Linked DNA regions of Sus scrofa: all the other regions are linked to region 4. Evidence: chromatin contacts called from public HiChIP or PLAC-seq and promoter capture Hi-C data. All regions are on one chromosome and are shown on one strand. Each heading gives the region's core, a stretch centred on a gene start, on an enhancer-like site or on the middle of the called end of the contact. The rest is flanking DNA. Distances are from core to core; before and after follow the strand shown. Region 1 holds the start of ARID4A (AT-rich interaction domain 4A). Region 2 holds the start of TMEM260 (transmembrane protein 260). Region 3 holds the start of ACTR10 (actin-related protein 10). Region 4 holds the start of NAA30 (N-alpha-acetyltransferase 30).

Evidence for each region. Promoter capture Hi-C pulls out the DNA fragments that hold promoters and counts their contacts. HiChIP or PLAC-seq counts read pairs in DNA pulled down with a chosen protein or histone mark.
Region 1: a promoter capture Hi-C map of liver shows a contact between it and region 4, with 3 times the contacts expected there. The contact joins the promoter of ARID4A here to the promoter of NAA30 in region 4. A contact is called at or near these places in 1 of 5 promoter capture datasets (liver), 1 of 47 Hi-C or Micro-C datasets (heart right ventricle) and 1 of 2 datasets of contacts at active chromatin or transcription factors (alveolar macrophages).
Region 2: a contact with region 4 is called in an H3K27ac HiChIP or PLAC-seq map of alveolar macrophages. The contact joins the promoter of TMEM260 here to the promoter of NAA30 in region 4. A contact is called at or near these places in 2 of 5 promoter capture datasets (fetal liver and liver), 1 of 47 Hi-C or Micro-C datasets (liver) and 2 of 2 datasets of contacts at active chromatin or transcription factors (alveolar macrophages and skeletal muscle).
Region 3: a contact with region 4 is called in a promoter capture Hi-C map of liver, with 5 times the contacts expected there. The contact joins the promoter of ACTR10 here to the promoter of NAA30 in region 4. A contact is called at or near these places in 2 of 5 promoter capture datasets (fetal liver and liver), 1 of 47 Hi-C or Micro-C datasets (subcutaneous adipose tissue) and 1 of 2 datasets of contacts at active chromatin or transcription factors (alveolar macrophages).

Annotation. Positions count from the first base shown.
Region 1 is chr1:187,382,570-187,389,318 of Sscrofa11.1, forward strand. It overlaps ARID4A (AT-rich interaction domain 4A), which reads left to right and starts at 2,785. Exons shown (of 24, transcript NM_001244179.1): 1 at 2,785-2,965; 2 at 4,052-4,108; 3 at 6,245-6,355. The coding sequence starts at 4,103. It overlaps LOC102165044 (a long non-coding RNA gene), which reads right to left and starts at 2,447. Exons shown (of 4, transcript XR_301235.3): 1 at 2,219-2,447; 2 at 1,149-1,203.
Region 2 is chr1:185,815,549-185,822,780 of Sscrofa11.1, forward strand. TMEM260 (transmembrane protein 260) reads left to right here and starts at 5,949. Exons shown (of 14, transcript XM_013993447.2): 1 at 5,949-6,249. The coding sequence starts at 6,090. It overlaps LOC110262235 (a long non-coding RNA gene), which reads right to left and starts at 5,954. Exons shown (of 3, transcript XR_002347053.1): 1 at 5,619-5,954.
Region 3 is chr1:187,302,079-187,309,402 of Sscrofa11.1, forward strand. It overlaps ACTR10 (actin-related protein 10), which reads left to right and starts at 5,405. Exons shown (of 13, transcript XM_003353492.4): 1 at 5,405-5,776. The coding sequence starts at 5,700.
Region 4 is chr1:186,527,048-186,533,725 of Sscrofa11.1, forward strand. It overlaps NAA30 (N-alpha-acetyltransferase 30), which reads left to right and starts at 2,742. Exons shown (of 5, transcript XM_021102575.1): 1 at 2,742-3,208; 2 at 3,473-4,238. The coding sequence starts at 3,474. LOC110262249 (a long non-coding RNA gene) reads right to left here and starts at 2,982. Exons shown (of 4, transcript XR_002347083.1): 1 at 2,151-2,982.

The sequences.
Region 1 (6,749 bases), core at 1,535-4,034, 860 kb after region 4:
TGATGCTGGGTGATTAAAAATCTAGAACTAGGAACCACAAATGGGTAAAAAAAACTCAGAGATGTTCTAATTTTGAGATTTGTCTAAAATATCATGTCAGGAAGCTAACTGCCTCATTTGAACCCTTTACCGAATAAATAAAACATTCTTCTTTCAAAACAGCTTTCTTCATAAAAACATTCACTAAAAATTTTAATATTGTACAATCACTATTCTACTAGTTTGGGCTCAAACACATTACAAAGCACAATTCTATTAAAATTAATTCTCTTTCATTTATTCCTAAGACATGATCTTTTTTTTTTTTTTTAATTCATGGCTGCACCCACAGCATATGGAACGGAGAGTTCGTGGTTAACGAATCCGACTAGGAACCATGAGGTTGCGGGTTCGGTCCCTGCCCTTGCTCAGTGGGTTAACGATCCGGCATTGCCGCGAGCTGTGGTGTAGGATGCAGACGCCGCTCGGATCCAGCGTTGCTGTGGCTCTGGCGTAGGATGGGGGCTACAGTTCCAATTTGACCCCTAGCCTGGGAACCTCCATATGCCACGGGAGCGGCCCAAAGAAATAGCAAAAAGACAAAAAAAAAAAAAAAAAAAGATAAACATACAGTATACACCTTTTGGTGGCAGCAATACAAGAAATTTTTTTTTTCTTCTTTTGGCTTTTTGGGAATTTCCAAATGCCCAGTAACATGTGTTATTTGGATCAGATAATAACAGTCTTAAGTTAGGTAGTGGAATTATAGGTGATTACCCCCAGGGGAAGTTGAGCAGTTTTATATGTTTTATAATTTCTTTACCAAAAAAAAAAAAAAAATCACTTCTCAACTCTTACTGAAATATCTTTTCTATATGCCAAAATTTTAAATATGGAGGAAAAAAATCATGAAAATGTTCACACTGTTTCTTGATAAAAATATGAAGCACTTAAAAAATCCAGAAATGGGAAAGGCATAATTGAGTAAACAGACTCATAAGTATGTCCTAATCTGGGGACTTCATTCTAAAGTATCACATCAGGAAGCTAGTTATACAGACTTATTTGAACCTTTGACCAAACAAACACTTTTCAACTACCATTTTTTCATTTTGCTATTTATGGTTCTACTTACTGGTCCACAGAAAAACTTTTTCAGGCAGGCTCACCTCAGTAATACTTTCGGGTATTTGTCACTGAACTGTCCTGTTTTCTTCTGACCAACTGCCAAAAAAAAAATCTCAATAAATTATTAAATCATTCAATCATTTTCTAGTCTGGAGCCCCATGAATAAGAGGGTTCAAATCAAGAATATTATGAAGATAATTTTATGCAGTTATTTAGATCAGTGTGACAAGGTCATTCGATAGAAAAACTAACATGCATTTATTTTAACTAAGAAATTACTTTTCTAGTAATTCTAAGAAAAGGCACTATTGTGAATGAAAAATTGACTCAATTAAGATATTCTCCTAACGAGTAAATGTAGTCAATGTGGACTACCATTGATTTTTACATATTTAATTATTTCATTCTTTAACTCAACTTGCTAATTAATACTTTATTTCCACAATTTCAAATGTAATTTTGTTCTATTGAAAACAACACAAGATCACAACAAGCTCAACGGCTGCCTTGAACAAAGTCCTACCGGGGAGGACCTTTCCTCTAAGGAGTGATGATAAGGGTTAGGTCAGGAGTTTTCAGTCCCTGTATTTCCTCCCCCAAAGTAGTATAAGGCTCCAGAAGGGTGGCACAGCTGCACGTCTAAAGTAGCAGGGCTGCTGCCAAGAGAATTCCTCAGCGCCCCAAACCCAGTTTCCTTATTGCCTCATCGCGGGAGGAGCACGCGGAAACACCTCTCCCCAGGTAGGGAGGGTCTAAGAACCTTACCTTCCCCGTCTTCCTGAAAAAGGAGCCTATAACTGGTGACACTCGATCACAGAGTATGACAAGCTGCCGAAACCCACTTCCAAAGAAGGGAAGTACTGCTCCCAGAGAAGAGGAGCCCAAAGGATCGGCCAGGAAAAAAAGACCAGCTCGTCTCCTCCGCCTCTTTCTCTTTGGCAGCGGGAGAGGAAGCCTCGCCCCCTCTCAACCCGCCTCCCGGCTCCCCTCCCCGCCGCAGGGAGAACATACCCGGCCATGGCTGCCGCGCGGCCCCCTCACTTCCGGTGCCGGTGCCTCCAATGCTGCGCCATCCCCCAGCCCACCGGACAACCACAGCTTCGAACTGACCTTTCCGGCAGATCGCGACTCTTCCAACGTTCACTAGGTTTTGTCCTGGAGAGAACGGTGGATGGGTGCCGCAGAAAAACGAATCTACAGACTAAAGAATCCGCTCTCGTCTGGCCAGAAACATAAAAAGCGATAGAGCTGCAGCCACCGCTGCCCAGACAAAATGGCGCCGACAAGCTGGTTCGGCGCAGGCGTCTTGGAAAGACCTGCCCCGCCCCCGTGCAAGTCCTGGGCGCAGCGCCGGGTTCGGTTTCCATGGGACACCCCACCGCCAATCCTCGTGCCGAACTGCTCTTCCTGACCCCCCCAATTGACCAATCAGTGCTCAGTCAAGCACATCCGGAGTCCTCTTTACCAATCATTTCTCAGGATTTACTAACTCAATACCTGATTCTCCAGTAACGTTAGTCTTCGGAGACAGCCAATCATAAGTGGAAGATGTCCTACCTGCTATTTTTCGCACCAATCCGGGAAGTTTCAGAGCTACATCCAATGAGGACGGCAGGTAGCGAGCTCCAATCCGAAACTCTTCGGCGTCATGAGCAGCCAATAGGAGTTCGTGTAGAAGCGAGACTGCTCAACAGCTTGTTATTTGGTGGATTGTGGCAGTAAATCGGGCGAGTAGGGAACCGGGCGCAGGAACTGCCGCGGCGGCCGAGAGTGGTGCTGCCCGGACGGGGGCCCACGGGGGTCAGTGGGGCGGAGGACTCGGGAGCTGACAGCGCCCACTTCACCCTCAGTTGGTAGGTGGGGAGAAGGGAAGCGGGCGATACTGAATGGACGAAGCGGTACTAGCAGCTGGTGCTGCTGCCCGGGGTCCCGGTACAGTTGGAAGCTTTGGAGGTGGGGAGGGGGATGCTTGGCAAGCGGGGCGACAAGCGCAGGAGAAGGGGCAGTTCGTGGAGCAGCGGCAGCAACTGCAGGAACAGCCGCTGCAGCTGCCTCCCCGGCCGCTTCCCCGGGTTCCCCGGGAAAATGGCTGTGGGGCTGGCCGCGCCGCTAAGTTTGCTTCCGCGCGGCGAGAAGCTGGCTGCTTGGGGGAGCCGGCCTCTAACTCCGCGGCGCGTCCTCCCCCCTGGAGTCCGTGGCAGGACCCGAGGGGCTGGGGGCTGGTACCGCTCTGGGCTGTACAAAAAGTTGAGGCGGGCGCGGGGAGGAGGCGGCGGCTGCTGCCGTTCGGCTCCCCTCCCCTCCCACACCCTGTCCGGGCCACCTCCCCTCCTCCTCTCCGCCCCCCCAGCCCCCTCCCCCTCGCGGGTCTTCCCTTCCTCGCGCGCCTCCAAGCTGAAGGCCGCGGCCCCTGCCCCTTGGGGTGAAGAAGCGCTTCTCCTTCCTGACATGGTGCAGAGCGGAGGAAGGAGAGCAATGGCGCCGTGACACTCCGCTGCCGCCACCGCGGGCCCGGGGCGGGCCGAGGGGGCCGAGCTGCGGAGGCGGGGCGCGGGCCGAAGTCGGGGTATCCGGGGGCGGCCGGGAGGAGGCTCGGCGACCGCGCCTGCAGGGGACCTGGGGAAGCCCCAACGGCGCCCTGCCCTTCTCCGGAGCGTGCCGTCCTGGGGCTCTGAGTTGAGCATTCCGGGTCAAAGTGGCGAGCGAGGCGGGGGCGCGGTGGGCCGCTGGCGAACTCTGAGGCGGAACCGCTGCCCTTTGGCGCCCGTGGGGTTCTCGCCGCCCCTCCGGCTCCTGCGTCCTGGCTGCCCTCGGAGGGGCTCTTTCGCCCTCCCTGGTGAGGGTTCTGCCCCTCCCCGCAGGCGTTTGTTTACTTTCTTTCCCCGAGTCGCTCCCCTCTGTTGACTGATTCTGTGCTCGTCTTTCCCCTCCCCTTGGTTCCAGCGGTAGAGAAGATAGCTCGTTGAGCTGGAACCCCACAGATCACCAGTAAAAATGAAGGTAAGTGGAGTCGACGCTGCTCGGAACCTCGTGCCCTGGACACTGCCTGTCGTGAGGCTAGAGCTGTGGAATGTCATTTTTCTTTTCTTTATTTTTTTCTACTCAAAATTGATTACTAAGCTGCGCTTTCTGAAAATGAAGACATGTTGAATTGGGTGAGAAATGATCATTGTGTCTAAATGCGGTCAGTTCGTCCCCTCTCCGAAGCAGTTAGCACTTTGGAAAGGCTGGTGCAGCCTTTCCATTGTTGTCCATTGGGCTAGTATTTTTAAACACTTCCTGTGTTGGCAGCAACCTTTGCAGAAGTAAAGCTTCTGTCCTGCTTTGGTTGTTTGGGGGATTTTTTGAAATTTGTTTTTTTCTTCTCCAGTGCCAATGCGATTTTCTAAGGATGGAACATGTGGATTGTGTCAGGGAGATAGCATTTCTTCTGGGGATAAGGTGAAATTCCGTGGCTAAAATATTTGAAAATGAACTAATACTAAGTATTATTATATATTATAATTATTATAATTACTAATACTTAATTTTAGTTCAGTCTTTATAGTATTTAAACATATTCAAACTAAAATAAAAGTCTTCAGAAGACAATTAATATTGGAAATAATATTGCAAACATCATATGTGATGTTTAAAGGTAAAGAAGTTATAGCATCCTGCAATTCTGTGGCCTTGAATGTTTCGGTCATCTACTTATTTGCCAAAAGTATTTCTCTTTAATTTGCCCTAGTTGTAAATGCACTAACTTTAAAAGATACTTTATTCCTTACTCATTAACTTTCAGTGTATTAAGCTCTGAAACAGTATTTTCCCAAACTTTTTCTTGTGTTCTTTTCTCCTTGAAGGAGATGTATCTCTTTGACACATGTATCTTCTTTAATGTTAGTTGAGAAAACTTACTGGAAAATGAAAAATCATTTTCTACTTAAAAATATTTCTCTATAGACTTTCACGTTTGTACTTAGAAGTGTTGAATTGAGCTTGAGTACATGTAACTTTTAAAAAAAATGACAGATTGAGATAGCAATCATTTTGTTACTGTCAAGATTAAAATGAATGGTGGAGTGAAATTTCTCACACCTTTCAGTGTATCATTCTGATCATGACCATTTGCTAAAAATAGACATTTCTTTGTGAAGCTTTTTTTTTTTTTTTAAATACCAAGATTAGTGTGATGAATCTTGTAGGTACAGCTACAAGTCTTGAGGCATCAGTTCATATCTTAACCCTTTAAAATGTAGCTTTTAGCCAGTGATTTTTCTAAATTATGCTCTGCTTATCAAAAGGGTTGTCTTCGTTTCCTAGCCATACATTTATTGTGTATCCAAAAAGATGTTGCCTTTATGTAGCTATAATAACACTTAATCATGATGTATTGTTAGTGTTAATTGGAATAGCAGTATTTCTTTTCATTTGAAAACAAAATTTTCAGGAGTCCATTGACTGAATAACTTAAAGTTTTATGAGACACTTACTATGAATATACCTTTTCTGGATTTTTAAATTTTTTTGGATTTTTAATTTAAAATTTTTTGGATTTTTTTTTGGAGTTCTCATCATGGCTCAGTAGTTAATGAATCCGACTAGGAACCATGAGGTTCTGGGTTCGATCCCTGACCTTGCTCAGTGGGTTAAGGATCCGGCATTGCCATGAGCTGTGGTGTAGGTTGCAGACGCAGCTCAGATCCCGCGTTGCTGTGGCTCTGGTGTAGGCAGGCAGCAACAGCTCCAAATTTTTAGACCCCTAGCCTGGGAACCTCCATATGCCGCTGGTGAGGTCCTAGAAAGGGCAAAAAGACAAAAAAAATTTTTTGGATTTTTAAGTTAAAATTTCTTAAAATCTGTCTGTTATAGAATTGTTGACTCATTTTGTACCTGGAGGGAAAAAAATTATATATTCCTACTGATACTTTCTAGTTACAATTTCAAATGTTTTATGTTATGAGGATATAGTTTATAAAGCAAAGGATTGCTAATAAAGTGTTTGCTTTAGGGTTTTTTTTTTTTTTTCAAATTATCAATGACATTAATAAGCAAATAATGTTCTTATTACTTGAAGTACAGAATCTTTTGAAGAGACTTGAGGTTGGAATAAGGGAAAATAGTGACATTCACATTTTCTGTTCCTTTCTTCAGGCGGCGGATGAGCCTGCCTACCTGACAGTGGGGACTGAGGTCAGTGCCAAGTACCGAGGTGCCTTCTGTGAGGCAAAGATTAAGACTGTGAAAAGGCTGGTAAAAGTTAAGGTAATTTTCCTTTTTAATGCAACAGCTTTATTAACTCAGTTGAAGAGAGTTGGGAATGGGGAGACTGCAAATCAACATTTTATTTATTGAAGCATTGCGCTTAGTGAATCATTTCTATGTAAGAGCACTATTATATATAAAACTATAGGGAAAAAGCAATTAAGAATTGAGAAATAGAAGTTCCCATTGTGGCTTAGCCGGTTAGGGACATGATGTTGTCTCTGCGAGGATGTGGGTTTGATCCCCGTCCTAGCTCAGTGGGCTGGGCATCTGGTGTTGCTTTGGCATGGGCTTCACCTGCAGCTCTGATCCATCCCTGGCCTGGGAACTTCCATATACCACAGGTTCAGCCTTAAAAAAAAAAAAAAAAAAAAAAGAGTTCCTGTAGTGACTC
Region 2 (7,232 bases), core at 4,699-7,198, 710 kb before region 4:
GAGACGCTGTTGAAGAAATCAAAGGTAACACAAACAGATGGAAAGATATGTATTAACCGTAAGCCACCAGGGAAATCCTTCCAGTATAATTTTTTTACCATAAGATATATCATAGAGATAGGAGAAATTACAGTAACATTCATGAATAGTTTAAAGAATAATTATAAAGGAAATACCCATATAGCCATCGTTCAAGTCAAGAGCAGAAACACCGACAGCACATTAAAGTCCACATGTACCCCCACCCATCAAAGCCCCCACTTACCCCTAGAAGTTCCTGTTATGGCTCAATGGTAATGAACCTGACTAGTATTCATGAGGACATGGATTTGATTCCTGCCCCCACTCAGTGGGTTAAGGCTCTGGCGTTGCCAGGAGCTGTGGTGTAGTTCGCCAACACGGGTTGGATCTGGGGTTGCCGTGGCTGTGGCTGTGGCCAGCATTTGCAGCTCAGATTTGACCCCTAGCCTGGGAACTTCTGTATGCCATGCAACCCTAAAAAGACAAAACACAACAACAACATAAAATACAAACCAAAAAAAACCCCCTACAACTGTCCTAACATCTGTGATGATGACTTTTTATTTTCTTAATAGTTCAGAACTCTATGGATATATGTCTAAACAATTTATCTTTCAACTTTACATAATGAGAATCATTCTATATGTATTATTTTATAACTTGTTCCTGTTGCTCAATGTTTTTTGCAGGGGTCAACCATATTAGTTGACTGGCTATAGCTTGTTCATTCTCTTTGTTAAAGTATATCCAGTATTTGATTGTATAAATATACAATAGGGTTTATTTCTCTATTCCGGTGTTGCTGAGTATCTGGGGTCATTCCTATCTGGGGGCTCTTATGAACACCACTTCCATGTACATTTTGTATCTGTCTCTTGGCTTTTCAAGGTACAAACCTGGAGTAGAATTGCTGGTTATAGGCTCTGCATCTCTTTGTCTTTACCTAAAAAATGTTTGTTTTCCGAAGTGATTTACCATTTTACGCTCCTGCTATGTTTCCATTGTTCTACACATTTGCCAATATTATACACAATTTGACTTTCATTTTTGCTAACCTGGTATGTAGTATCCCATTTGTGGGTTGTTATTTTTTTGGGGGGAGGGGTCCACACCTGCGGTGCATGGAAGTTCCCAGGCTAGGGGTCAAATCAGACCTGTAGCTGCTGTCCTACACCAAGGTTCATGGCAATGCTGGATTCTTAACCCACTGAATGGTGCCAGGGATCAAACCCACATCCTCATGGATACTAGTCAGGTTTGTTTCTACTGAACCACAACTAGAACTCCCCCCATTGTGGTTTTAATTTGCATTTCTCTGATTACTAATACAGTTGAACACATTTTCATATGTTTATTCATAAGTCTAGGTCAAATTATATGAGTATCTTACAGATTGTTGATACATGTAGCTAAATTGCCCTCTAAAATGTTACACTAAATTCCTTTATCACAAGTACTCTAGAGATATTAAATATCTTTGGAATGGTCATCATCAGAAAGTCTACAAATAATAAATGCTGGAGAGGGTGTGGAGAAAGGGAAACCATCCTACATTGTTGGTGGGAATGTAAACTGGTGCAGCCACTATGGAGAATAGTATGGAGATTCCTCAAAAAACTAAAAATAGAACTACCCTAAAATCTAGCAATTCCACTCCTGGGCATATACCCAGAAAAGGCAAAAAACTAAATAGAAAAAAATACATGGACCCCAATTTTCATAGCAGCAGTATTTACAATAGCCAAGAGACAGAAGCAACCGAAGTGTCCATCAACAGATGAATGGGTAAAGCAAATGTGGTTTGTATATACACACACACACACACACACACAAATATATGAATATTACCCACCATAAAAAGGAGTGAAATAATGCCATTTGGAGCAACATGAATGGACCTAGAAATTATTTTATTAAGTGAAGTAAGTCAAACAGACAAAGACAAATAGCATACAATGTAACATATGTGGAATATAAAAAAATGATACAAATGAACTTATTCACAAAATGGAAACAAACTCACAGGCACAGAAAATAATCTATGGTTACCAAAGGGGAAAGAGGGAGGGATAAATTAGGAGTTTGAGATTAATAGATACTTGGGATGGATTGGGAATCTGGGGTTTATAGATGCAAACTATTGCCTTTGGCATGGATAAGCAATGAGATCCTGCTGTATAGCACCGGGAACTATATCTAGTCACTTGTGATGGAGCATGACGGAGGATAATGTGAGAAAAAGAATGTGTATATGTATGTGTGACTGGGTCACTTTGCTGTACAGTAGAAAACTGAAAGAACACTGTAAACCAACAATAATGGAAAAAATTAAAAATCATTTAAAAATAAAATAAAACTTAATAAAAGAGATTAATAGATACACACTGCTATATATAAAATAAACAATAAGGACCTACTGTATAGCATAGGGAAGAATATTCAATATCTTGTAATAATTTCTAATGAGAAAGAATCTGTAACTGAATCACTTTGCTGCATACCTGAAATTAATACAATATTGTAAATCAACTATATTTCAATAAAAAACCTTTGATAATTAGAAACATGAAAATACCTTTTATTTTAAATTCCTGTGCTTACTAACACATTTAAATGTTTAAAATTATTTTTCTAAGGCACTTAAGAGGGATGTTTGTGTTTTCTTGTATTGTCCTGTTTTATTGTACATGGCTTATTGGACAGTATTCCAGGTAGCTAATTTCCAATCCAAAGTTTCTAAATCCAGAATTTCACAGATATTTTTAAGATTAAGACACATTTGACTTTATTTCAATTTCTGTATCTCTTTGAATTAGAATTTTCATCTTTTCTGGATAAATGCCCAGGATCATACGATGGTTCTATTTTTAGTTTTTTTAAAGAAACTACCAGGTTTGAAATGCTGCTTAGATATTAAAATGGAGAAATCACATTGTTTGTTTAAAAAAGGCTATAGCTTAAAGGACAGGTTAGTGGTGTATTGTTTTCAGATTTATCAGCCTAGTTACTATTTAAAATTTTGATAAGATCATCTTGGGAAAGAAGGTAGAAAGAGAGAGAACAGTCTACGGCCTGGTGCACTCGAATCTGTGGAGAACTGACAGAAGCAAGCCAGAGCAGAGGCCAGGGCTAAAAGGAAAGCCAAAGGGCTGAGGGCTGTCACCGAATCCTGGAGGAGAGGGCACTTGAGGAAGGATGGAAGAGTCAGCCAGCTTCCTCAGAGGTTGCCAGATACACACACACACACACACACACACACACACACACACGGAACTGGCCATTCTTCATCCTCAAAGGAGATTAGCCATGAAGTCAACAAAGCTTAAATTTCACAGCCTGAATCATATGGGTACCAAAGGGGAGGTGGGGAGGGGTAAATTGGGAGTCTGGGATTAACAGATACTCACCATGTATAAAATAGATAAACAACAAGACCAGCTGTAGACACAGGGAACTAGATTCAGTATCTTGTGATAACCTATGGTGGGAAAGAATCTGGAAAAGAATAGCTATGTATAACTGAACCACTTTGCTGTACACTTGAAACTAACACAATGTTGTAAATCAACTATACTTCAATTAAAAAAATTTCTTTTTCCACAGCTTGTCTCCAGCACAGGCTCCTTCCGATACCTGTATCTAATTCTCTATCTGCAGTTTTGTATTCTTTTGCTTAAAGAATTCTCCAAATGGTATAAACTCAACCCCATAAACCAGGATGTGGGCCTCCTCACCGTCCTTCTCTCTCTTTGACAATCTGACCACACATACTTAACTGACATCATTTCTTCCTTAGCGCCCTGTGACACATCCTTCTCTTGAACTGTTGTCTGCTTTTCTGCCATTCCCTAAAGGAAGATGTGGGCTAACACATGACCTCAACCTTCTTCTCACTACGTTATGCCTCCGTGAACTTCTTCATTCACCTCATCTGTGACAACTCCCAAATTCAAACAAACTTCTAGTGCTGATCTCTGCCTCTTGACTATGGACAGATAATTTTGCTCTTTTGAAAGTAATTTGCCATGATAAACATTTTATCTTTTACAAAGCTCATGAGCAAAAGATGAAATGTAAAAAGGGAAAGTTAAGCACATGCTTGGCTCAGCCAGTATTAATCACTGGCATACTCTTTCAGAAAAGAAATAGGAGGCAGGCTGTCTTAGAAATCTATTGCTGAGTAACAAATTACCCCAAATTTAGTGGACTGAAACAGCAACACTTACTATCTCACAGTTTCTGTTGGACTGCAATCTGGGTGAGACTTAGCTGGGTCCTCTACCTCAGGGTCTCTCTTAGGCTATAATCAAGGTCTTGGTGGGAGTCTGTTATCACCTCAAGGGTCACTAACAGAGCATCTACACCCTGCCTCCCTCATGAGGTATTAGCGGGATTCAGTTCCTTGCTAGTTGTTGGCTGGCTGTCGGCTGGAGGTGATGTTCGGTTCCTTGCTACTCTTTATGGAGTGGGCGTTTCCACCAAGCATCCCACACCATGATGGGTAGCTTCATCAGAGTGAACAAGCAGAGGACAAGAGAGGTGGTGCCCATCAGGGGGAGAGTTAGCAAGATGGAAGCCTGTGGTTTATAACCTAATCTCCAAAGGGACAACTGTTACTTTCACCTTATTCTATGGATAGAAGTGAGTCACTAGATTCAGCCCACTCCCCCCCGACCCCACCCCCCATACGGGGAGAGGATCACATAAGGGAGTCAGTACCAGGAGTAGGGGATTATTGGGAGCCATTTTAGAAGCTGCCTACCTGCCCCCCAGGGACCCACGATATAGCCGAGGAAGCATTATGTAAATACCTAAGATGCTGGCATAACGTCTGCCAATCTATGCAGATGTGTATTAGTTACTCTACATTTGCGATTCTGTGTTCCTGTCAGATTGCTTGTAACATGTCCTAGATTGTCAATGATCTTCACTGTATTTTGAGATGCATTCCAGGGAGGCTGCTCTCCTCCCCTCCCCCTCCAGAATAATCCATATAATAATGTACAATCTGAGCTTAAAGATCTTACTAAAGATCTTACCAAGAATGTGCTATGAGGTGGTCTCAAGAGTTCCCATTCCTTTTTTTTTTTTTTTTTTTTTTTTTACTATTTTATGGCCGCTCCGGCGGCATGTGGAGGTTCCCAAACTAGGGGTCTAAGCGGAGTCACAGCTGCTGGTCTATGCCACAGCCACAGCAAAGCCGGATCCTTAACCCACTGAGCAAGACCAGGGATCGAACCTGAAACCTCATGGTTCCTAGTCGGATTCATTAACCACTGCGCCATGATGGGAACTCCCCATTCCTTTTTTGTGTTGCAGCTAACTGGAAAATGCAGTGTCTTGGTTTCATTCCCAGTGTGTGGTCAAAGCTCCACCAAATACACCTCTTCAGTAAAGGAGTTCTTTTTACCATGACATGAATTATTTGTATCACTACAGAAACTCAAGTTTCACATCTCCCTAGTTCTCCTCATGCTACTAAAAAAACCCAAAAAATAAAAACCAACCTAGCTTATTTTAACCTTTGAAAATAACTCAGCGATTGAACAATTAGCATACAGGTTTATAATTACTCGTAGTAAACATATGAGGCTTACACTGCGCACACGGATCCTCAGGCTCACAGTCTGGGGCCCTTAGTGTAGTTCCACCCCACACCGCTGGGGGCAGTCGCGGCCCTTTCGCACGCCCGCTTTGCAACCCCCCTCCCGTCTCTGTCAGCTCCGACCAAGTCACCGGGAAGGGAGGAGGCCATAGAGACGACGACCCTGGGCGAGGCTTGGTTTCCTAAAGGAAGGGTGTCTCCTGTGATGCGCTACTGGGAAGCAAGTTATACTTCTGTAAACCCCGATGCGCCGTGCGCCGCCAGAAGGCTGCCCAGGCCTAGTCCCGCGAGGCTGGGCGGTTTTTGCCCCCCGCGCCGGCGCAGAAAGGTGCGTCCCGCCCACCCGGACCGACCCGGAAGCCGCCGCAGCCGCCGCGCAACGCGCTGGGCTCTCGCCTAGGGGCACAGTGAAGCTCCTAGTCCTGGGGTACCACGCGTCCTCCTTTCTCGGTTCCTCTGACGCATGGGTCTCCATGGAGACGGCGGGGGCCTGGCCGAGGGGCCGGCAGCCCGAGTGGGGCCACGGCGCTCCAGGGGCCTCCGTGGCGGCGTCGCCGTGTTCGCCGCTGTGGCCGCGGTGTTCACCCTCACGCTGCCCCCTTCGGTGCCGGGGGGCGACTCGGGTAAAGTACTCTCTGGGTCGTCCCTCCTGCTCGTCGCTGGTCCGCACTGTCCTCACTAGGTCCGCACCCCTTCATCCACTTGCCCGGGCCCCTGCAGGGCTTTAAGTCCCAGAACCAACTTCTGTTTCCATTCCTGTAACTTTCTTGTAATCCTGGTCTCTAGTTCTCAGGCTTTCAAGCCGGGTATTGTTGGTTTTGCCTGATGGGTACTTTACCAACCTCTCCGTTTCTCTAGATCATTTTTCCTGGACCTGAGTTTTTGTTTTCCATTTCTTTTTAGCCCGCAAATATTACTTGTTGGGTCCTTATCGTGTAACAGATAAAAGGAATAACAGGAGTGGTGAACAGTGTCATGGAGAGTGGCAATATACAAACTGCTGAATAAACCACTACATAGTGAGTAGTGAGAAGTTAATGGAGACAGAAGGAAATGTGGTTGACAGTGGGCTAGGTAATGGCTTCACCAAAATGGCTAGTCGGGAAAGGCCTCTGAGGAGGTGGTATTTTAGTTGAAACCTGATGTTGAAAGGGGACCAAACTTGCAGAATATTTGCTGGAGAATGCTTAAAGGAATGGAAGCCAGTTTCGGCTTAATGCAAGCTGCTCCTATTAAACAGAAAAGCTTGAGTCATCGGCCATTTAAATCATGTGAAAAATAGTTATGTATTTGGGATGAGAGACAAGACGTGGGTTTTGTTTTGCTGCCAAATTCAGTGGCCATCCAATAATGCCTAATAATGATGAGTAGTTTTGTCATAATGGTGCCGTAACTTTGGGTAGTAATCCGAGAAAAACTGAGTGCATTAGTTGCTGAATTACAAGATACTCCAAAATTTAGTGGCTTAAAACAGCAAAAGTTTGTTAGCTCACATTTTCTGTGGATCAGGAATGTGGGTGCAGTTTGAGTGGGTTCCCTAACTCAGGAGGGGAGGTTGCTGACCTCTCAAGGTTCTATTTGGTGGGGATTAGCTTCTAAGCTCCAT
Region 3 (7,324 bases), core at 4,155-6,654, 780 kb after region 4:
AAGGGCCGGTGCTCCTCTGCTGGTTTGCATGGTAGCTGATGAGCCAATATTCCCTATAATTGGTAACCAACTCCCCCCAACCCTTGAAGACTGCTGCCATGTCCTGCCCCCTGCTGTCTGCTGTACACAGGGAGGTGTGACAGCAGGACCTTGCTTCAGATACATAAGGTCCTCTTATCCATTAAACCACTGATGTCTCAGTCACGGAACTCCAGGCTCTCTCTTGGGTCAAGGCTGGGCAAGTACAGGACATGCAGGTCTGTGGAGTGCAGCACAACAACCTGTCATTGTGGTAGGAATTAATTACCTACTTGGAAAGTGAAAACAAGAGTATGTGTGAGATGGAAAAGATTCAGAAAGGTTGAACATGTTCATGGAGCATAGAAGAATTGTTGCCAAGGTACAGTAGAAGTTCCAGATAGATTAGAAAGTTACTGGAATTTGTGAGTCTGTATTTAGATGAAAATCAATATTCTAAACATATGCTTCACCTGAAGCAGCCACCAAATAGGAAGAATTTTGCGATTGGTGTTTTGATCAGGAGACACAGAAAAAGGTTAGACTGACTTAAGAATTATTTGCCTTAGTAAACATAGGTTTAAAAGGGTAAATGGGGATTAAGTTAGGCAGTAAGAATGAAGAGTGTTAGGGGCTGATGGATGAAAAGTTGGACAATGGAACATTGGATTCCCATGTGTTAGGAGAGCTTGTCCATGGGGAGTGATCCTGTGAATGAGCTGGAAGTAGAGAATGTTGTGACTGCTGGGTGTGGTCTCTGATTACTGATGTTGTAGGTCACATTTGTGGTGAAACCTAAGTGTGGTATGTATCCCTTCAGATGACCATTTTTAAAAATGTTAAGTTGGAAAACAAAGCAAAACTTATTCTAGCCATGCTACTATCTAACCATGTAATGGATATTATTCTTTCTGAACTTTCATTCACATTATTTGTTAAATAAATAAACCAAATCAGTATGTTTTCAATGGCGATTAATAAAGCAAATATGTGCTTTTAAAAAAAAGACCTGTATTTTTAAAAAATGATATGGAGGAGTTCCCACTGTGGTGCAGTGGGTTAAGAATTCAATAGCCTAGGTCACAGCTGCAGCTCACATTCAATCCCTGGCCCAGGAACTTGCATATTCTGCAGGTGTGGCCATAAAAAAATAACATTGAATGGCTGGAAAGATGGAACAAAACCTGCTAAATTTAGCAGAAAGAGGTACAAAGCTCCAAATTTAGGTCCATATTAGGTTTTCATTTGCAAGGTGAGAGAGAACTAAATTAATAGTATGACATGACTGAAAATAAAGAAACCCACTGCTACATGTTAGGAAAGCACAGCAGCTGGAGCAAGAGAGTTGAGCCCTATAATAACAGGAGGTCTTCAGACATATCTTGGATATTACGTAATTTATAGGGAACATTTCCAAAATAGAAAAAATTCCAGAAGCAGGCAAAGGGCTCCTAAGTGTCCTAAAAACCATGAATATGAAAGACAGAAGGGAACAAGAATGACTAGCTTAGGGGGAAAAAAATGGTAGGAAGTGGGAGAAGATAAGAGGTGTTGGCCAAAGGGATGAAGATTCCATTTCAACTTAGATTATTGGTGCTTATACATCTCCCTCATTTTACAACCGAAGGCATTACACTAAGTGAAATAAAAGAGATAAAGACAAATAGTATATGATCTCATTCATATGCGGAATCTAAAAAAAACAAAAAACAAAAAAATAAAAACCAAGAACAATGAAACACACCAAACTCATAGAAAAAGGCAGGGTGGTGGTGGGGGATTGAAGGAAGGTGGTTAAAAAGTATAAACTCTCAGTTACTAGATAAATAAGTACTAGGAATATAATCTATTACATGATGTCCATAGTCAGCACTGCTGTAAGACACATAGGAAAGTTGTTGAAAGAGTAAATCCTAAGAGTTCTCACCATAAGAAGAATTCTTTTTTTCATTTTATTATATTTATATGAAGTGATGGATGTTAACTAAATCTATTGTGGTAGTTATTTCACAATATATATAAGTCAAACCATCATGCTCTGTATGTTAAATTTATACACTGATATATGTCAATTATTTCTCAATAAACTGGAGAGAAAAAAAAAAGATTCAGGTTTCCTAAGGAACCAGGATAAACCTTGATACCAGTTACAATACAAATCTGCTCAGGCTGACTGATGGCCGAAGAGGTTATCATTCCACCTAAAGGAGAGTCAGCAACTAATGGAGCACACAAACAAAAAAAGCACAGTAGGAAAGTGAAGCCTAGAAAGCTTAATGGAGTTGCCTGAGGTCAGTGTGCTAACAGACTTAGGACTTAAACTCAGGTTGATATACCATGGTGCTGGCAGTTGGGTTTTTCAAAAGTGATTTTTATCCTTACAGCATTTTTTTTTCCTTTTTTGGCCATACCGGCATCATATGGAAGTTCCCAGGCCAGGGATCAAATCCAAGCCGCAGCTGTGACACATGGCACAGCTTCAGTGATGCCAAATCCTTAACCCATTGTGCCACAGCAGGAACTCCAGCATTTTCCTTCTCTTTTAACCTCTAAGTGTATTAGCAAATGAATTTTCAGTATCTTGTAGATCCCAACTAGTCATTAGTCCTCTGTTAATCATTGGTACCATTTGGGGAAATAAATGTCATCGGAAATGGAAAGTAGTGCATTAGGTTGGAATTCAGACTTGAAAAATTCTTAGATCATTTCATATCCCAATATTGTAAAATTCTACAATAAAATATAATTATTTCAATTAATATATAACTATCTTATAATTATGAATATGCAGTGTAGTTCTGGCTCTGGAGTAAGACTGTCTGGGTTCAAATTCTTTCTCCACCACTTAGCAGATGAGAAGCTGTGACCATATGATTTAATCTCTTTCAGCTTCAGTATCGTCATTGGTAAGATGGAGATAATACTTAGCCCATAAAATTATTGTGAGGAATGAATAGGATTACATATAGCAAACAGAGCTAACAAAGAGAACTCAACAAATATTAGCTTTAGCTATATGTAAGGGAGTGAAAGTGATTGTTAAAGAAGAGGGTATATAGTAAGAAGAAAAGAAGGCTGAGAGCAGAGCTATGGAAAAAAACATTTAGCTGGTGTGCTGGGCTGCACAGCATTCCTCCCAAATTCTTGTCCTCTGGGAACCTTAAAATGTGATCTTATTTGAAATTAAGAGTTTGGGAGATATAATCAAGCTAAAAATGTGATTGTACTGGAGTTCGCTGGTGACTCAGCAGGTTAAGGATCCATGTTGTCACTACTGTGGTTCTGGTTACAGCTGTGGCTCAGGTTCGATCCCTGGTGCAGGAACTTCCGCATGCAATGCGGGTGGCCAAGAAAGAAAAAAAATTAGTTGATACTGGTTTAGGATTAGGGCCCTAATTCAATGACTGATATTCTTATAAAAGGGAAATATGGACACAGAGATATACACAGAAGGAAAAGGTTGTGAAAACATAAGGAAGACGTCTGAAGAAGACCAAGTGATGACAGAGAAAAAGACCTGATGCACCTATAAGTCAAGGAAAACCAAGCCCTGCCAGCAACTACCAGAAGCTAGAAAGAGGCAAGAGGTATATTCTTCTAGAGACTTCAGAGAGAGCACCACCTTGCTGACACCTTAATCTCAAAACTCCTAGCCTCCACAACTATGAGTGGATACATTTCTATTTCTGTAAGGCACTCCGTTTGTGGTACTTTCTTACGGCATCCCTAGGAAACGAATACAGCTGGTAAGTAGTCAGGGAAAACAGGATGGATAATAATAATACTTTATAGTTTCAAAGTAACCTGTCAACCGATCCTCACAAACACTCTGAGAAGGAGCAGGACAGTTTATAGATAAGAAAATGGATGATACAGGAGTTCCCGCTGTGGCTCAGCGGAAAAAAATTTGACTATGATCCATGAGGATGCAGGTTTGATCCCTGGCCTCACTCAGTGGGTTAAGGATCCAGTGTTGCCGTGAATTGTGGTGTAGGTTGCAGACATGGCTTGGATCTGGAGCTACATAGGTCAGCAGCTACAGCTCCAATTGACCCCTAGCCTGAGAACCTCCATATGCTGCCAGTGTGGCCCTAAAATAGCAACAACAACAACAACAACAAAAAGAAAGAAAAAGAAAGAAAAAGAAAGAAAGAAAGAAAGAAAGAAAAGAAAAAGGATGAGTCAAAGCATTATAGTCTCTGTGTTCCCCTTTGTGGATCAGCAGTAAGAACCTGACTAGTATTCATGAGGACTAGGTTTGATCCCTGGCCTCACTCAGTGGGTTAAGGATCTGGCATTGCTGTGAGCTCCCACGTAGGTTGAATTAGTGGCTGGGATCCGGAATTGCTGTGGTTGGTGTAGAGTGGCAGCTGCAGCTCCAATTTCAGCCATAGCACGGGAACTTCCATGTGCTGAGGGTTTGGCCCTAAAAAGACGAAAGAGAAAGAGGAAGAAAAGAAAGAAAAAAATAGAGCTGTGGAATTTCTGTAGTAGCTCAGCAGACATGGCTTGGATCTGGAGCTACACAGGTCAGCAGCTACAGCTCCAATTGACCCCTAGCCTGAGAACCTCCATGTGACTAGTATCCATGAGGAGGCAGGCTAGATCCCTGGCCTTGCTCAGTGGGTTAAGGATCCGGCTGCAGGTGAGTTGTGGTGAAGGCAGGTAATTACAAATCCAATTAGACCCCTAGCCTGGGAACTTCATTGCTGCGGGTGCAGCCCTAAAAAGAAAGAAAGAAAGAGAAAGAGAGATCGACAAAGAGAGAGAGAAAGAAAAAAAAAAAAATAGAGCTGTGAAATGACAGGATGTAAACAATCCTATCAGGGAACTCTTATTTTGTTGTTCAGACTGGCACAGAAAGACAGTTTACTAACTTTTCTCGGGTTACACAGCTACTAGGTTTAGTGTAAAAAAAAGAACCCTTGGTTCATTGTTCCTTCCATTAAACCACCTTGATTGTTCCTCCACAGATTTGTAGATGCTACTTGAACTGCTTTCTTTCACATTAAAATTAATTTTCAGCAAAATGACTACCAAATAAAATTCTGTGTGTGTTATTCCTTAAGGCATCAGCAGTATAGTTTTTGAAATCAGAAAGACTAGGGGTCCAACCTTGGCTTTGCTATGGGAACATTCCTACGGTTCGAACAGGTAAAAAAGTAACACCTATTCTTGGCATTCCTTGCGAAGAATAAATGATAGGCAGAACACTTGGCCTTTACTCCAAGACTGCACGAAACGAAGCTTTTGGGTTGTATCGTCTCTCAGCTGCTGCGGCACTAAAAGGTCTAGAAAAGGTCCACAAGAACGATGGGAAAGACCTCGATCCCGGCGCTACTTGAGGGCGTGTCCGGAGGGAAGGACCCGGAGTTGGCTCCGCCCCATCCCGGGGCGCCCGACGCGCCTGATCGCCTTGGTCCTCTGCATCCCCCACCTCCGGATTAGCGGCCGCCCGCTCGCCTTCCTCCCTAGTCCGAAAACGGGGGCGCCTGAGAGTGTTGAGGACCGACGCGGAGTGAGGCACAGCCTGGGGCATCCCAGCCCGGCGCGCCGCGGCCACGCGAGGCCCCCGCCGTCGCCGCCACCGCCCGTGCACCGTCGCTCCGCCCCGCCCCCCAAGAGCCGAGGCCCGGCGGCCGCCGAGTCCGCGTCCTCTTTGCACCAGCTTGTTTACAACCATGCCGCTCTACGAGGGCCTGGGGAGCGGCGGGGAGAAAACGGCGGTCGTGATAGACCTGGGAGAGGCTTTTACCAAGTGAGTGGCTGTGGCGCCGGCTGCGGTCGTCCTGAGGGGAGGGCGGGTAGCCGAACCCCAGGCCCAGCCCGGGTACTCGAGAGGCGGCTTGCTAGGTCGACACTTCTTCCCCCAGGACCTCCGCAAATGACGCCCCTTTTTACTCTCACTGTGGGCGGTGCGAATCCCTAGGATCCTGTGGGATGGTCAGGTTCTGACTCCTAGAGGCCCTGGAGGCTTCGGGAGAATTGCCTTCGCCGCCCTAGGTCGTCACCCCAAACTGAACAGACCCTTTGGGGTCATTTATGCAGGGGATGACAGCGATGACCTAGACCCGGCTTACCCTGGGCTTATATGCCTAGGAAGGTGGCAGCCGAACTGTAATGCCTGATGACGATCTCCATTATTAAACACGTATTGAGCCGAGCTTTTGTTCATGCTGGAAATTCAAATATGTTTAAGACAGGGCTGTTCCGAGCTTTTGTTCATGCTGGAAATTCAAATATGTTTAAGACAGGGCTGTTGCTTCTGAAGAATAGGAAGTCAAATTAGAGTGGCTCAAGATATAATGAAGTGAAACTGTATAGATAAGACTCTGGAGAGCCTTTATGGCTCTCTCTACCGCTCAACTCTTAGATTAGTAAATTTAACATGTTTTAAGAGACAACTTGTAAACAGTGGAGTAATGGTCTCAACTGTAAGGGTGGCATAGATCCCTTTGACTAGGCAAAACCACAAATACAAAAATCTTAAATGATTTGCATGAAACTTCAGAGATTGATGGACCTTCACAGTGGTTCTTGGACACCAGGTTGAAAGCCCTTGTACTAGGTTCAAGATACAGGCAAGTGACAGCCAGAATTCCATCTTAGATATATCTGAAGTGGAATCATCTGAGAAAATTTTTTATATATCTCTAAATAGTGCCTAATATATAGTATGTAGTTACATAACTATTTGTTGAATAAGGCATCAAAAGAGCCTATTTAAGAATTGGGGAGTTCCCATCATGGCTCAGCAGAAACGAATCTGACTAGCATCTTTGAGGATGTAGGTTCAATCCCTCGCCTCGCTCAGGGGGTTAAGGATCTGGCATTACCATGAGCTGTGGTGTAGGTCAAAGATGTGGCTCAGATCCAGCGTTGCTATGGCTGTGGCATGAGCCAGAGCTACAGCTCCAATCCAACCCCTAGCCTGGGAACTTCCACATGCCATGGGACCAGTCATAAAAAGACCAAAAAAAAAAAAAGAATTGGATCTCAGTTACTCCAGAATTGGATTAAACGTAGTCTTTTTTGTTAAGGGAGTTCCCATTCCTGTCTCGGCAGAAAGGAACCTGACTAGTATCCGTGACCATGTGGGTTCAGTCACTGGCCTCTCAATGGGTTAAGGGTCTGGCCTCGCGTGAGCTGTGGTGTAGGCCAGCACCTACAGCTCCGGTTCAGCCCTAGCCTGGGAACTTCATATGCCATGGGTGCAGCCCTAAAAAAAATAAAAATAAAAAAACAAAAAACAAAACAGAAACACGAAGTCTTTGGTTCATGACATTCTCTTACAAATATGCAAGAT
Region 4 (6,678 bases), core at 1,492-3,991:
ATTAAGGCATGCCCTTTCATTGTTCAGAAGAGAACAAAGACAATAGTTTAGAAAAATGACTACTGCAATAGAGGATAATACAAAGCAATAAAAATACCAACTATCCTGATAAAAGAGTGTCACTGGTTACACTTCCCCTGCTCTGAGCCCACTCCTTCCTATGATGTCATTGCTCATGGAGATAGCAGTCTTTTCAGAGTTGCGAATACGGCTAAAACATTAAACAAATCTTACTTCTTTGCCCAAAATAATGCCACCATCATATCAGCATATTACTCATGAACATGAGTAAAGAAGAAAAAATTGCATAAGTATAAGGAAAGAATTCCTAGAGAAGTTATCTGACTTAGAAGGTCATCATGGTATTTTAACACTGAGATATGAAGCCAAGTCACTGGTGCTTAGATATCAGAAATCTTAGTGGCTTATTAATTAGCATGAGGTCAGAATTTACCTTGTAATTATAATCCTAGACTGCTGAATGAGGGAATAGCATAATTCAGTCCAAAAACATACCAAGTCCAGTTTTATGTGTCAGATAAGTGAATACAAAATGAGTAAGACTCAGTTCCCGATCTCAGGGAGGTCTTTAAAAAAATCTCACCTTTCTGAAAATAACCCTGAAACAACCTCAATTTAGTCCCTCAGTGTGAGAATGCTCAATGCCAAGTTACAGTGTAGAAAGAATCTGAAGACTTGCTTCCATTCATTCACTACAATGGAGTCACATCTTTTAAGGAGAGGGTTATATTCCACAGTTAATGACTGAGAGATATTGTTCTCAACCAAAATTACAATTAAGCATGTCTTGGGACCTTTTGGCCATTTTTTTCTACATGACTTGAATGGATCATTGTTTCTTTGGCTAAACACCCAGGTTATACTTAGAAACTATGTTCTTTGAAAAATATGTATCTTAAATAATGTATGTACATCTGGAAATATGGTTTTGTTCTGTACTTTTTAAAAAAACCATAAATGGGATCACAGTGTACTTATTATGCACCTCATTTATTTTATATCCCTGAGGCATTTACAGATCTTTCCAAGTAAACAGCTGTGGCAACTTGTATTTTCCAAAAACGCCACAGCAATACCTCTGGTCCCACGTGATCTTTAAGGACTCTGCCTCTCCCCATCAAGAAATAGGCTCAATTTCCCCTCCTCTGGAATGTGTGTGAGATTCTGTAATGGCCTGAACAAATAGAATACAGCAGAAATGATACTACGTAACTTCTAAGGCCAGGTCATAAAAGGGAATATGCTTTCACTTGGAGCGCTCTCTCTCCCAGGATACTTGCCCTTGGAACCCAGCCATCACCGTCTGAGAAGGCCCAAATCAGCCCATTCTAAGAGACCACATGGAGAGGTCTACATGAAATCAAATTGAGGTCTCCAGCCTGCAGCCTCCAGCCAGTATCAACTACCAAGGAAGAGTGAAAAGTTTTCAGATGATTCCAATCCCCACAGTTGAGGCTCTGTGCATAATGGAGCAGAGAAAGTCATCCCTGTTGTACCCTGTGTGAATTCTTGACCCACAGAATCTGTGAGCATGGTTGTTTTATACCACATGTTGTGGGGGTTATTTGCAGCCATACTAAGGTGAAAAGTACCAATGTATATTTATTTCAATCTCTTAAACAATAGCGTAATTAATAATATTTTATAGTATTTGTGTATCATAAAATCATCCCTGTATTGATAGATCCTTAGGTGCTTTGGAATTATTTATTCCTACTACACACAAGGCTGAAATAAATAAGCTTCTACATGTCTATCTATGCACACATGTATTTCTACAAAAACCTACAAATGAGTTTTTATAAAAACCTATACATGAGTACATGTAAGATATTTAGGACAGTGTCTGGCACATAGTAACACATTTTATTATTACCATTTTTATCACTATAGTTTGACCTTCCAGATAGAGGATTATAGTTTTTCCTTAACATCTTCAGTGACAAGGACCCTAACAGTTGTACCTAACAGCAATGCTACAATCTATCTTATTTTTTAGTTTGGATTATGGCAAAAGTTGCGAATACTCAAGAGAATTGTATCCCTGAAAACATCTACCTGCTGCACACCTGCCTAGCTCTACAGTTTAAAAAACTTAATTTGCTCCGTGAGCTGGTGAGTTACACTACCTGCATTCCTCTTCAAACAGATGGGCTGAAAACCGTCCGCTGGGGATTAGAGCGGAAAGAGTGGAGCCTGGCGCTCAGCGCGTGCAGCAGTTCTCTTCCCTTTGCATCCACTCGCTCCGGCCGACCACTTGGCAGAGGGCAAGGAGGAGGTTCAGGACACCTCTTGACCGGTGCTTTTCACCTTATCACAATTCGGGTCACGTTTAGGAATGTGCCTCTTAGCTATTATCACTCTCTTTCACCATCTGTAACTCTGCCCCAGGTATGCTTGCAGCTGCCCAGCACCTGTTAATTCCATTTACCGCCAGTTTTCCTCGGCGGGGTGAAGGGGATAAGGAGAGAGGCAGCTTCTTCTGCCTCGAAGTGGTAAAGCCTAAACTTAATTCACACAGCATACCACCAGGTTTCAACAGCTATTCCCATGTTTTCACAGTGCAAATATTTTAACTTCTCCTTTTCAAGGATTTTTCTCTCCTGATTTGCTCCATTTTTAAGGGACTCGGGTAACCTGCCCCCTGACCCCAGTCAGGGCAAAGGTTAAAACGTCATACAGCTGCGGAAAAGCATTTCTAGATTTGCCCAAGCCCGGGGGAGCAGGCCCCGAGCTGGCGGTCTACGCCGCAGCTCCTTGGAACGCGTGTCCCGTCCAGCCCTCTTCGGCCCGGGGCTGCAAGGTCCACGGGCTGAGGAGCCCCAAAGCCGAGGACTGTGCGTTCAGAGCTAGCTACTCCACAGCCTTCTCTAACTTCCCCACCCCACAGCCCCACCCATTAGCACGCGGTCTCCCCGGAGGCCCGCAGGAGACACCACCGTCCCCGCCCCTCCACAGGTCATCTCCTTCCACGCCCCTTTCCCTCGGCCCTGGCAGCCGGCAGGCAGGGAAGTGTCGTAAAGCCAGGCCCAGGAAACTTTACCCGGGGTAACAGCCGAGGCGCTTTACGGCGACGGCGGTAGAGTGTGAGCCTTGGTGGCGGAGGAGGCGGCCGCGGCGGCGAGGGAGGCGGCGGCGGCTGAGGAGGAAGAGGAGTGGCGGCAGTGGCGGCGGGGACCTGTGCGGGGTGAGCTGCGCGGAGGGGACGGGGAGAGGCCGCGGTGACAGGCCCGGCGGATGGGCGCGGGCGGACCAGGACGGTGGCCGGCTGAGCTACTGGGCGGCGCTGAAGAGCTGGGGGGGGCGCGCGAAATTGGGGGGCCAGCCCTGTGAGGGACGGTTTCTGCCTTTGTTTCCCCCCAACCCCCGGCGCCCCCGCCCCTCGCCCCCTCTGCTCCGCGCTAGTCGGCTGGGTCTCATGGCCTTCTCTCTCTGTCTGTGTCGCCTCTAGGATGGCGGAGGTACCGCCTGGGCCTAGCAGCCTCCTCCCACCACCAGCACCTCCGGCCTCGGCGGCGGCCGAGCCCCGCTGTCCCTTCCCGGCGGGGGCCGCCCTCGCCTGCTGCAGCGAGGACGAGGAGGACGACGAGGAGCACGAAGGCGGCGGCAGGAGCCCGGCGGGCAGCGAGGCGACGGCTGCGACCAAGGGGCGTCCGTGCCTCCGCTGCCCTCAGCCGCCGCAGGAGCAGCTGCAGCTCAACGGATTGATCAACCCCGAACTGCGGCACCTACGGGCGGCCACCTCTCTCAAGACCAAGGTTTTGAGTGCGGCCGAGGCGGCCACGATCACGGCCACCCCCGACGGGGGTCCCAGAGTGACTGCAACAAAAGGAGCCGGGGTACACTCGGGCGAGGGCCCCCCTCATTGCCTCCCCAATAATGCGAGAACTGCGCTCCCCAGCCCGGCAGAGGCAGCGGCGGCGGCGAGCGATCCCGCGGCGGCCCGCAATGGACTGGCGGAGGGCACCGAGCAGGAGGAGGAGGAGGACGAGCAGGTGCGGCTGCTGTCTTCATCCCTGACCGCCGGCTGCAGTATAAGAAGCCCCTCAGGCAGGGAGGTTGAGCCTGGGGAGGATCGGACGATACGTTATGTCCGATATGAATCCGAGCTACAAATGCCCGATATCATGAGACTGATCACCAAAGATCTGTCTGAACCCTACTCCATTTATACCTATAGATATTTTATTCACAACTGGCCACAGCTGTGCTTCTTGGTAAGTGGATGGAATGAAAAAAGGGTGAACCCAGCAGAGAGATCCAGGCCGTACAGGGCAGGGAGTGTGAGGGCTGGAGTGGCAGTGGATGTGAACTGCCTTTCCTAGTACCTTACATGATGTAAAGTGCGTGTACACACTGCTAGTTATTTAATGAAACTGTTTTGAAGGTAAGACTTCAGGATCCGGGTTAACTTGATATTGATGTAAATGCAACCAGCCTGTATGATGTATGTTGGGGGTCTTTGTATCCTGTTTGCATTAGCTTATAATCATGTTTGACTGTCTTTAATTATCCTCCCTCATACTCAAAGCACTTTGCAATCATTTAATTTGAACACGGTTCTTTTCGGATACAGGCCTTATTAATCTCTCAATTACAGCCATAATCAGGGAAGAGTGTATGTATGCATAAACATGTTTTGGTGAATTTGATTGTCAGTAAACTTTCTGTGGCCACATTGGAGAATTAAATCTTACAAACATATTCCATAATTATGGAGATTGTTTCCTTTTACTTTAACAGGACAGTTAATTTAGTTGTAGACAGCCCCTTTCTGGTGCACAACTTCAGAAGGTGCTACTAACACTTCTGATGGCTGAAAGACTCTTGAAACTTGAACGGAATACCCATTTGGGGAGTGTAGGAAACATGTGAAATTGTTTCTAATCTAATTTTTTTTAAGAAGCAAATCAGAGATATGCCTAAATACTAGTAATAGTACTAGCTTGTGTGAAATATAACTGACAGAAATTTTTTACTTATATATGGTAGAAAAGACTTGGCTACCAAACAAGCTGAATAATTTTTTTTTTTTTAACTTTTGTAGTACTGATAGTACCAATAACTTCCCAGTAATATTGACCCATTTCAGTCTGTATGAAACCTTTCACTTAAATATTGACAGCAGGTATGTGCTTTGTATGTTGTACTTACAAGCGTGTCATTTCCATTGAATTTTATCAAGGAGAGGCCACATGGTTTTAAGGAGTATTTTATTATGTGTGAAGGGAAAAGCCACTACCATTATTTATTGTTTTAAAATTGACTTACCTGCATTTATTAATGCCCTGCAAGATGCTTTAACAGTACTTTAGAAATCTGTCTTTTTGATTCTTCAGGTTGGTGGTAATCTGAAAATATAACTTCAGTATTTTAGATTATGATGGTTCTGCTAGTTTCTGTGTTCACTTTGCTAAATTTCAATTTAGTATGTTTGTTTAAACTGGGAACTATTTTATATTCTACAAAACTGCTCTTACAGGATTCTAACCATTTCATCAAAATAGAAAACCTAAGACATGATCTGTGTTTGTGAATGTGGGAACATGACTTCTTTATATCACTATTATAAATCATATCAAATGCCATTGTAAATCTAAACATTGTAGACTGACTTATGTTACCCACAAAAGCATACAATTTAGTCACACTTTAAATCGAAATAGTGTATGTATTTCTGTTAATTATAGAAAATAGTTTTGTATATATGATAGTCAACTTTTGAGTTCTGCTGTTACCTAGACCTCTCTCAATTTGTCTGCCATTTTAGACTCTGATAAAACCAAATATTAATATACTATAGTTTTTATTTTACATAGGTTCCTTTTAATTCACCAGCTGATTTTAACTTTATCCAATAAGAGCCAGTTTAACATTAAATTCTGATTATCTAGAAATTGTGATATTTATAAGTGGTTAACTTATAAAATTTATATGAATCTAGAGATATTGAATATAAAACTATAGTTGAACAATCAGGCCTTTTAAAACTGGGGTCTTTATATTGGCATTTTAAAAATATGAGTTTCTTATGAGAACTAATTTAAAATAAATATGTGTTTATTTCAAATCACATTTTAGGACTAAGGGATCCTAGCAATAATCTAATTCAACTTCTTTTTATTTAAATTAAGGACCAGGGTAACTTAAAATGTTTAAATCTCTAGATATTTATTGTCCAGAGATGTAAAGCTAGAACCCAGGTCTCCTGGCTTCACATTAGGGAAACAACTCCGATCTTGAAAAATGGCATACCCTTGACTCATTCAGCTAAGATCATTGTGTCACCAAGTTATGCTTCATCAAGGGACAGTTGTCCTTACAACTCATCAATCTCAAGAGATTAGAAATCTCCAGAATGTTCCTGGTTTCATGAGTAACCTGCAGTGGATCACATGGAATGTGTGAGATTGAACCATAGAAAATTGCCACTACTTGACCATATTTGACTAACAGAGATGACAGTTTCTAATGATTCTTCCTAACAACTGTAACAGATGTGAAAGTACAGTACTATACAAATAGGAGGCACTGTCAGTTACTCAGTACTTTAATTTATCTCTGCCTCTTTTTGAGTTCCTGGCATTTTCAGTTGTTGGTGCCTTTTTGTACTTTTAAAACTTATTACCAATGACATACTATAATACTTCCATTTAT